Regions from separate parts of the Sus scrofa genome. Here regions 2 and 3 are each linked to region 1. A link is a contact called in public HiChIP or PLAC-seq data. All regions are on one chromosome and are shown on one strand. The core of a region is the stretch at or near the end of the contact, and the rest is flanking DNA. Distances in the headings are between cores, read along the strand shown.

Region 1 (2,700 bases), core at 159-2,658:
GCCCTCTCAGCCTTGTTCAGAAAGGGACCCCTCTCTTTTCCCCCACACACTAGTCTGAGTACCGAGCTGGGGACACAGCTCTAGGCTAGGAGGCTTTAAGCCCTCCTCATGTGACATCAGACAGCATTCTACTCTTTCTTGGGTATTAGTTTACTCATCATAAAATGGGATGAATGACATTGTCCCCAACCAGCAAACCAGATGACAAATGGGGTAATAGGTGAGACACTATTTTGAAGAAAAACAGTGAATCATTCCAGGGCAGGATTCTGAGGTGGTCCCCTACCCCTCCTCTGGTGAAACAAGGTTCCCTACTGGGCTGTCTCTCCCCCGAACTCCAGCAGGTGGCAGCATCGCCCTCTGCATGTCTGCTCTCCGCCCCTGACCCCTCCTTCCCAGATACCTAGGGTGTAGGACCTTGGACTGCTCTCAATTCACCTTCCACATTCCCACCTCCTCAGGGAAGAAAGCGGCCAGGGCCTGGAGCCCAAATGCCTTGGAAAGAGAATTAAGACCTTATTCTTTTAAAAAACCACAGATAGGGCAAGGGGAGGGGACCTGTTGTGTGTGATCCCAGGAAGGTTGACGTAAGCATTTGGGTGGAAGGGAAGCTTCATCCTACTCTGCCAGGACCTGTCCCACCACCTGGAGGAGGCCAGGACTTGTCCCCTCCTGGGATCATTGTCTTTAGTTGGACGGGCCAGCTGGCATTTCAGCAGAGGCAGGGGAGAGTCCTCTATTTTTGTGTGTGCAACAGGGTTGAAAATTTCACTCCCACTTCAGTTCATCTGTGCAGAAAAAAGAGTAATTTCTTTATTTGTTATATAACTAATCTGACCTTTCCCCTAACCCCTATCTGATGAAGAGTGAGAAAAACAGTGAAATGTTCAACTTGATTTAAATGTCCTGGGACCCAATAGTTTAGCCCGTCCTATTAGATTGTTTCTCTTAGAGAAAAGTGCTCAGTTTTCAGATTGCCTTCCTAATCTTCACCCACTAAGATGAGACCGAGGTGTGTGGACAGACAAGGGCGGCTCATGTGATATCTGACAGGAGTGAGGTGTTGGGATCCTGGGGTTGGTGTCTTCTGGTTTCCCCCACAAGGTCCCTTGTCCCTGCTGGCCACGGATTGTGCTTGAAGCTGAGTTTGTATAACTCATGGTCTGGTCCCTCCTGGTCTGGCCAGAGCCTCTGTGGTGCCCCAGCTGACCAGCCCACTGCACCTGAGTTCTCCTGGCTGCCTCCCAGGGGGCCTCCACTAACCTGGTAGTGCCCCCTCCCACCCCGTGGCATCTCCTTGTTGTACAGCTTGACCCCAGTTGACCTGCTGGCTCACAGTGTGGTTGCCTGGCCTGTGGGAACTGAAGTTGGCTGTGAAGCTGAACTTCTGAGGCTCCTCTGCTGTACCCTGGAGCCCTGGTGTTGGAGGCAGAGGATGGGTGGGTTCAGGGCAGCCTGAGAGACTGGGACAGAGGCCACACTGGGGTTTCTTCTCTAGAGCAAAGCAGATGGAACTTTCTCTTCTTGCCTCAGCATCCGTTACAAAAAAATGCCATGATCACACCCAGGGGGAGAAATGAAGGCATCCAGAAAACATGCTTTCAAGTGAATGGTCTGGTTTAGAAGACTCTTGACCTACTACATAATTGTATTTTGCCTGTCAGATGCCAAATATTACAGCATTTTTCTTCTGTGCTTTCAATGTCACAACTTCATCCTAGTCTCTCCTCAGGCAGAGACGGATGCCTCAAAGGTAGATGAAGGTCACGTATTCATAGAGGCAAGAAAGAAAAGCACATTCATAAATCTTCAAACATCCTTTTATGCTTGAAATGTTACCAATATTGGATAACGGAAGCAACAGACTACAACAGGTAAAATGGGAAGGCTTTCTCCACGAGGATAATTCACTATCTTGTTTGTGTTGGACTCTGTCCTTTCAGGGCCATACACAGTGAGTCAGAACCAGATGTCACTCAGTGAAAAATGGCACACCCCATAAAAAGCTGGGCCAGTCCAGCGGGAACCCGCCCTGAGCTCCCTGGGGCCAGGGCAAGACCAAGACAGACGTAGGATGAAAGGAAGGCCATGATTGGTGGACTCCTCTCCAGGCTTCTCTCCTATTGGAGGAAAGCAGACACAGGCATTTCAAACTAACTGGGAAAGGGGGTGGGTGATGGGTATAATTTACTGCCCCCACCCCCCACCGCTCCCCAGTGTTGTGGGCGTGCAGGCTGTGGTGGGGTTGGGTGGCCGGGGGGTCTTCATCTCTTACACAGCTCGCTCAGGTTGGGGGTTTCTCCCTGCAGGGCTGACAGGCCACCCTCACAGGAACTCACTGGCACATGTGTCAGAACACGTGCTCAGCCGTTTACATTCACGTGGGTTTCCACGTGAGTCCTCGTAGGACTCTTGGGGTAGTGCCTGACACCGCAGACATGAAACGAACACCAGCCCTTATTATCACTGGGCACAGAGGGTCTCCTACACTTAGTCCCAAAATAGAAAGACACAGTTACACAGATGTGTACATTCTCACACTCAAGAGATATACAGACACCATGAAACCTTTACATAGAAGCTCATAAATCTATTTTTTGGATATGGATATATAGTCAAACATAGTAGTTATAACCTACTGGAAATTTCCTATACAGTAGGCATTGTTCTAACACCATACAAGAGGATTAAGCAACTGAA
Region 2 (2,700 bases), core at 92-2,591, 170 kb after region 1:
ACATGATCACATCTGCCAAGTCCTTTTGGCTGTGAGGTTAACATTTGTTCACAGGTTCTGGGGAGTAGATATGTGGGCCTCTTTTGGGGCCACTGTTTTGTCTACTACCTAGAGAAATCACAGACAAGCTGGCCAAAGTGGGTAACAGTCTTTTTAAATTTTTTATTGGAATATGGCTGACTTACAAAATTGTGTTAATTTCAGGTGTACGACAAAGTAAATTAATTACACATATACATATATCAGTTCCTTTTGACATTCCTTTTTTTTTCTCTTCTTTTTTAGGACAGCCCCTGGGGCATATGGACGTGCCCAGGTTACTGGTTGAATCAGAGCTATAGCTGCTGGCCTACACCATAACCATAGAAACGTGGGATCCGAGCTGCCTCTGTGGCATACACCGCAGCTTGTGGCCATGCAGGATCCTTAACCTGCTGAGCAAGGCGCAGGGATGGAACCTGTGTCCTCATGGATACTATTTGGGCTCTTAACCCTCTGTGCCACAACGGGAACTCCCCCTTTGGATATTCTTGATCCTCCTGCGGTTTCACTGAGGCACCAGTGGGACCCTCACTCCTGCCGAGGAGCCATCTGGTCCTGACGTCTCGTCTGGCGGATTGAGCCCCAGGAACCAGGGTGCGCTGGCTGCCTAAAGGGCCTTTCCTTTCTGCCTGCCTTCCCGGCAGCCCCTGGCCAGGCACCAGCTATGACCTCAGCCCACACTGACCCTTCGGTTCCCCCCTCACCCCCTCCCAGCCTGCTCCAGATCCAGCCTCCGGCCCTGTCCATGCTCCCAGAACACCCCGCGTGACTCGGTTCCTGTTCTGTCACAGCCCCTACTCCCTGCCCCAGAGGCACCTGGGCTCCAGGCTGCCCATCCGCCACCCAGCCCTCTCCACACGTGTGAAAACCACACGCATGGGCGCTCTGCAGCTCCCCGCAGGAAAGCCCAGCCGCAAGACCCAGAGCAGAGGAGAGGGGACACACACAAGCGTGCAGGCCAGTGCCAGGGTTTGGGGATGGGGGGCGGGGATCCAATGGAACAACGGGCCTCCCGGATGCTGTATCAAGCCAAACTCCCCAGCAGAGTCAGCACCACATCTGGAATTAAGCTGGAAATTCCAATTGCTCTCTGCTGCTAAAAAAAAAATGTGTCAAATCTTCCCAGAGATTTTGTGGAAGTGGGAAGCGCTGCGGGGCGGTGGAGGGGAGGGGGGAGCGCTCCCTCCACAGGACCCGTGAGCTTTGGGGAAATCCAGATGTCACAATGTGTCCACAGCCCTCTGGCTGATGGCTCCCCCAGCCTCCCTCATCTGTGCTCCCTGCCCCGTGAAAATTAAAGACGCCTGGAGCAGGGGAGGGGCTGTTTCGCTTCTCCCAAGGACCCACACGTCCGTTCATGTAAGCGCATGTGAGACTGTGACTTTTTTTGATAGGGATTGAGTTATTTTTTCCTGGAGAGGAAAACGTTGACATGCCTTTGGTGGATCGTCCGCCCAGAAATTTCCAATGCATGAAGAAGCTGTGCTCTTCCCTTTGCTCTAACACACACACACACACACACACACACACACACACGCACACACCTTCCAAAGGCCCAGAACTCACTGTGTGGTCTGAGCCCCTTCAGGGCCTCGCTGCACTGCTAGCCCAGCCCCAACCAGTGCGGGATGGGGATTCCATAGAGCTGGGTCTGCAGGGCCAGGGAAGCTTGGACCACTTGCTCGTTCTCAATCTCTAGGCAAGTGGATGAATTTCCTGTTACTGCTGTAACAAATCACCACAAGCTGAGTGACTTCAACAACACAAATATATTCTCTTACAATTCTGGAAGTCGGAAGTCCAAAATCAGCCTCGCTGGGCTAACGTCAAAGCATCTCCAGGGGAAAATCCATTTCCTTATCTTTTTTCACATCTAGAGGCTACCTCTATTCCTTGGCTTATGGCCCCTCCCTTCTATAGCAAGCATCCTCTCGGGTCCTTACCCAGAGCATCAGAGGGTCTGTCTCCCCAGGCCTCTTCCCGTTCTGATACTAACATCCTAGGTCTCTGGGACCTTGGGGGAAATGGGCCCGGCCCCTCCCCACTCTCCTCTTTGCTGAATCTCTGGGGCTCGTATTGTCTCTTTTTGTCCTCTTCCTCCAGCCCAGGAGTCTGACATCCCAGGCTGGGGCTTTTGCCCCTCAGTTTCATTCTCAACAAGTGAAGAATTCATCCCAGCCCCAACTTAGTTTAGGATCTGAATTATACTTTTCTCCAAGGCAGGGCTCTCGACTGCCCAGCTGTCATGCGGGGGCCAAGGATCCTGATCCCGATTCAAGGATGTTGGGTGGGTATCCAAGACGTCCAAATGGAGGGGCAGGGATGCGGGTACCCTTCCTGGCAGTGGTCCTTACCAGCCTGACCTCCCAGAGCTCAGGCCACCCGGTCACAGCGTGACATTGAAAGTCCCTCGCCAGGGAGAGAGGGATGAGGCTGACCCAGCCTGGGTAGTCCCATGGGACCCAATAGTACAGACTGGTGTCCTTGGTGGCCTCCCGAGTAAAGAGCCTCTTTGAGCCAGACCTTCCTTCTTCCTTTTCTTTCTTCCTTTCCCTCCCTTCCTTTTTGTCTGACCCAGTGCCTGGTCCTTTGTCAGGCACAGGATAAGAGCTGGAAGGGCTCGGTCCCCCAGCCTGTGAGAAGCACTGCCCACAGCCC
Region 3 (2,700 bases), core at 103-2,602, 220 kb after region 1:
CCTGGGGCTGATGTCCCCGGGCCCAGACCCTGGGGCTCTTTTTGCCTCCCACCCCCTTCAAAAACACGTGACAACCCCGTCCTCCGTCTTCAGGACCCGCTCAGCTCAGCCCTCGCCGTGGAAACTTTGAAAAGTTGAAATGGAGCTGATTTCCCCCCAGATTCCTTGACAGCAAAACCTCCAGCCTAAGAGGATTAGAGCAAACCTCCAAACACGCAGTTGAGAGAAATCAAGCAGGAGGGGACCTCACTCACACAACCACGTCACATGGTCCCCACCAGACAGATCCCCAGAAGGACCTCGAAACCCCCCACCTGCCAGAAATACACCCCTCCCAGCCCCCACCCCACCATGATCGCCACGACCCCCACCCTCCTCCCTCACCCCTGCCCACCCCACTCCTACTCACCCCCATTCCTACCCCCACCCCTCTTACCCCCACCCCTCTACCCCACCCCCTCCGGCCTGCCTGCCCCAAGCCTTGGATGCCACCATTCAGTCCCCAGGGGGCAGTTCTGCCCTCCCTCCCCAACACTCAGCTGTGAGAGGTTTTCAGAGGCTTCCCAGCGTGTCCACCCCCAGGGCCCTGGGATGGAACCAGCCTGGGCCTGAAAGGAGGAAATGGGACACAGAGAGAGGAAGAGGCTTTGAGAAGGTGGAGCGCAAAGGTAACCTGCTAACTGAAGAGTTTTGCTGCTGGCCGGCCAGGCCCGCCTGTCACCAGAATGAAAATTCTTGTCAGGCTGTCAAAAATACACACATTTCCAAGGTAGCTGTTGTGCAGGGGCAAGGCGGGGGATAAGGAAAACAGTATTTATTCCTTCCTTCTTACCCACCAGGCTTATGTCCTACGGGAAGGAACTGAGGCTGGGGAGGGTGCCCAGCCCCCACTGCCCCCAGAGGGTTAAGTGACAGAGCTGAGATCTCAGGTCCATGGGACACAGAGCCCTCCTATGTTCGGAAGCCCCACCCTGCCAGGGGCTGCGGGGACAGAGCTAGACACCATCTGGGAAGAATCAGAGAAGATTTTGAGAAAAGGCCTCACGTGGGAATGCGAGAAACTTCGTTGGGGCTTTTTCATCAGTAAAGCAGAAACATAACCTTCCTCCTTGCAAACATTTCTGCACTCTCAAGGGTACCTGACTCTGTGTCCAACAAATTAGTCAGGAAGCAAGTATAAAATTTAAAAATCCCCGTTCTAACCCGTCAGAGAATGCTTTTCACGGGGGTGGGGAAGGGTGCTGCTGAAGTTTATAACTCCATGCATCCCAGCTCCTGCCTCCTGCCCTGACAGAGCCCAGACTTGTCATCTGAGAAGCGGGGGGAAGGGCGAGGTCACTGCCCTTCTCTGGTTTCCGCCCAGAGCTCTGCTCTTCTGCAGGGAACACGGGGCTAGGAGAGCTGGCAGCTGACAGTCTACAGAGGGAGCTGCTGGCTGGTTCTTAGAAAGGGGGGTGTAAGATGCAGGCCTCCCCTCTCCTTCCTGAGCAGGAAGACAAGACACCCTCGGCTGAGGCCCAGGGCCTGCCATTCATGTGTGGCGGTTCCGCTGGGCCCAGGTCTGAGCCCCGGCCGGGACCCGTGCATCCAGCCTGCCCTGCCTGCAGAGAAGGAGTCAGCAGAGTCGCCTCAGGACCTTCTCCGAAGAAACAAAAAAGTGGAAACGTATTTGCTCTCGGCTGCTGGATAACCAAGTACCACAAAATTAACACAACCCTGGTTAATTATCTCAGTTCTGTAGGTCAGAAGTCCAGGTGGGCTCAGCTGGATGCTCTGCTGAGGCTTTGCAAGGCCAAAATCGAGGTGTGAGCTGGGTGGGCTGGTGTCCAGACGTGCTAGGAAAGAATCTGCTCCCCAGTTCATTTTGACGTAGCAGAACTTTGCTCCCGCGGCTGTAGGACTAAGATGTTCTCCCGCCAGTTGTCAGCCGCGGGTCCCTCTCAGCGCCTAGAAGCTGCTCTCTCTTAGGCTCCTTCCATGCAGTTCCCTCCACCTTCAAGTCATTAAAGGGACATGGAACCCGCTTCCATACTTCAAATCCATGACTTCCTTTCCAGCCACCAGCCAGAGAAAACTCTCTGCTTTTAAAGGGCTTGTGTGGGAGTTCTCATCATGGCGCAGTGGTTAACGAATCCGACTAGGAATGATGAGGTTGCGGGTTCGATCCCTGGCCTTGCTCAGTGGGTTAACGATCTGGCGTTGCCGTGAGTGTGGTGTAGGTTTGCAGACACAGCTTGGATCCCACGTTGCTGTGGCTCTGGCGAAGGCTGGTGGCCACAGCTCCAAGTGGACCCCTAGCCTGGGAACCTCCATATGCCGAGGGAGCTGCCCAAGAAATGGCAAAAAGATGAAAAAAAATTTCTTTTTAAGTGCTTGTGTGAATAGATTAGGAACACCTACTAGATAGTCCTGCCCCCATTTTATTATTACTATTATTATTGTTGTTGCTTTTTAGGATCGAACCTGTGGCGTATGGAGGTCTTCAAGCTGGGGGTAGAATTGGAGCTGTAGCTGCCAGCCTACACCACAGCCACAGCAACACGAGATCCGAGCCGAGTCTGCGACCTACCCCACAGCTCACGGCAACGGCAGATCCTCGATCCACTGAGTGAGGCCAGGGATTGGACCCGCATCCTCATGGATACTAGTCGGATTCATTTCCGCTGCTTCACAACAGGAACTCCTAACCTCCCTTTTGAG

The links. HiChIP or PLAC-seq counts read pairs in DNA pulled down with a chosen protein or histone mark.
Region 2: a contact with region 1 is called in an H3K27ac HiChIP or PLAC-seq map of skeletal muscle. The contact joins two enhancer-like sites. A contact is called at or near these places in 7 of 47 Hi-C or Micro-C datasets (alveolar macrophages, embryonic fibroblasts, epiblast stem cells and 4 more) and 2 of 2 datasets of contacts at active chromatin or transcription factors (alveolar macrophages and skeletal muscle).
Region 3: an H3K27ac HiChIP or PLAC-seq map of skeletal muscle shows a contact between it and region 1, with 2.9 times the contacts expected there. The contact joins two enhancer-like sites. A contact is called at or near these places in 2 of 47 Hi-C or Micro-C datasets (fibroblasts and subcutaneous adipose tissue) and 2 of 2 datasets of contacts at active chromatin or transcription factors (alveolar macrophages and skeletal muscle).

The regions. Positions count from the first base shown.
Region 1 is chr3:97,548,764-97,551,463 of Sscrofa11.1, reverse strand. The region is part of intron 2 of LOC106509843 (a long non-coding RNA gene); the gene reads left to right. Among named protein-coding and RNA genes, the nearest start is that of TRNAI-UAU, 18 kb to the left of the region's middle. Within about 2 kb of position 1,408, at least 30 of the 83 cell types and tissues checked have an H3K27ac peak or open chromatin away from gene starts, as enhancers often do. A contact at or near this core is called in skeletal muscle and subcutaneous adipose tissue, where this site is marked.
Region 2 is chr3:97,379,747-97,382,446 of Sscrofa11.1, reverse strand. No RefSeq gene overlaps it. Among named protein-coding and RNA genes, the nearest start is that of ZFP36L2, 180 kb to the right of the region's middle. Within about 2 kb of position 1,341, at least 25 of the 83 cell types and tissues checked have an H3K27ac peak or open chromatin away from gene starts, as enhancers often do. A contact at or near this core is called in skeletal muscle and subcutaneous adipose tissue, where this site is marked.
Region 3 is chr3:97,325,158-97,327,857 of Sscrofa11.1, reverse strand. No RefSeq gene overlaps it. Among named protein-coding and RNA genes, the nearest start is that of ZFP36L2, 130 kb to the right of the region's middle. Within about 2 kb of position 1,352, at least 37 of the 83 cell types and tissues checked have an H3K27ac peak or open chromatin away from gene starts, as enhancers often do. A contact at or near this core is called in skeletal muscle and subcutaneous adipose tissue, where this site is marked.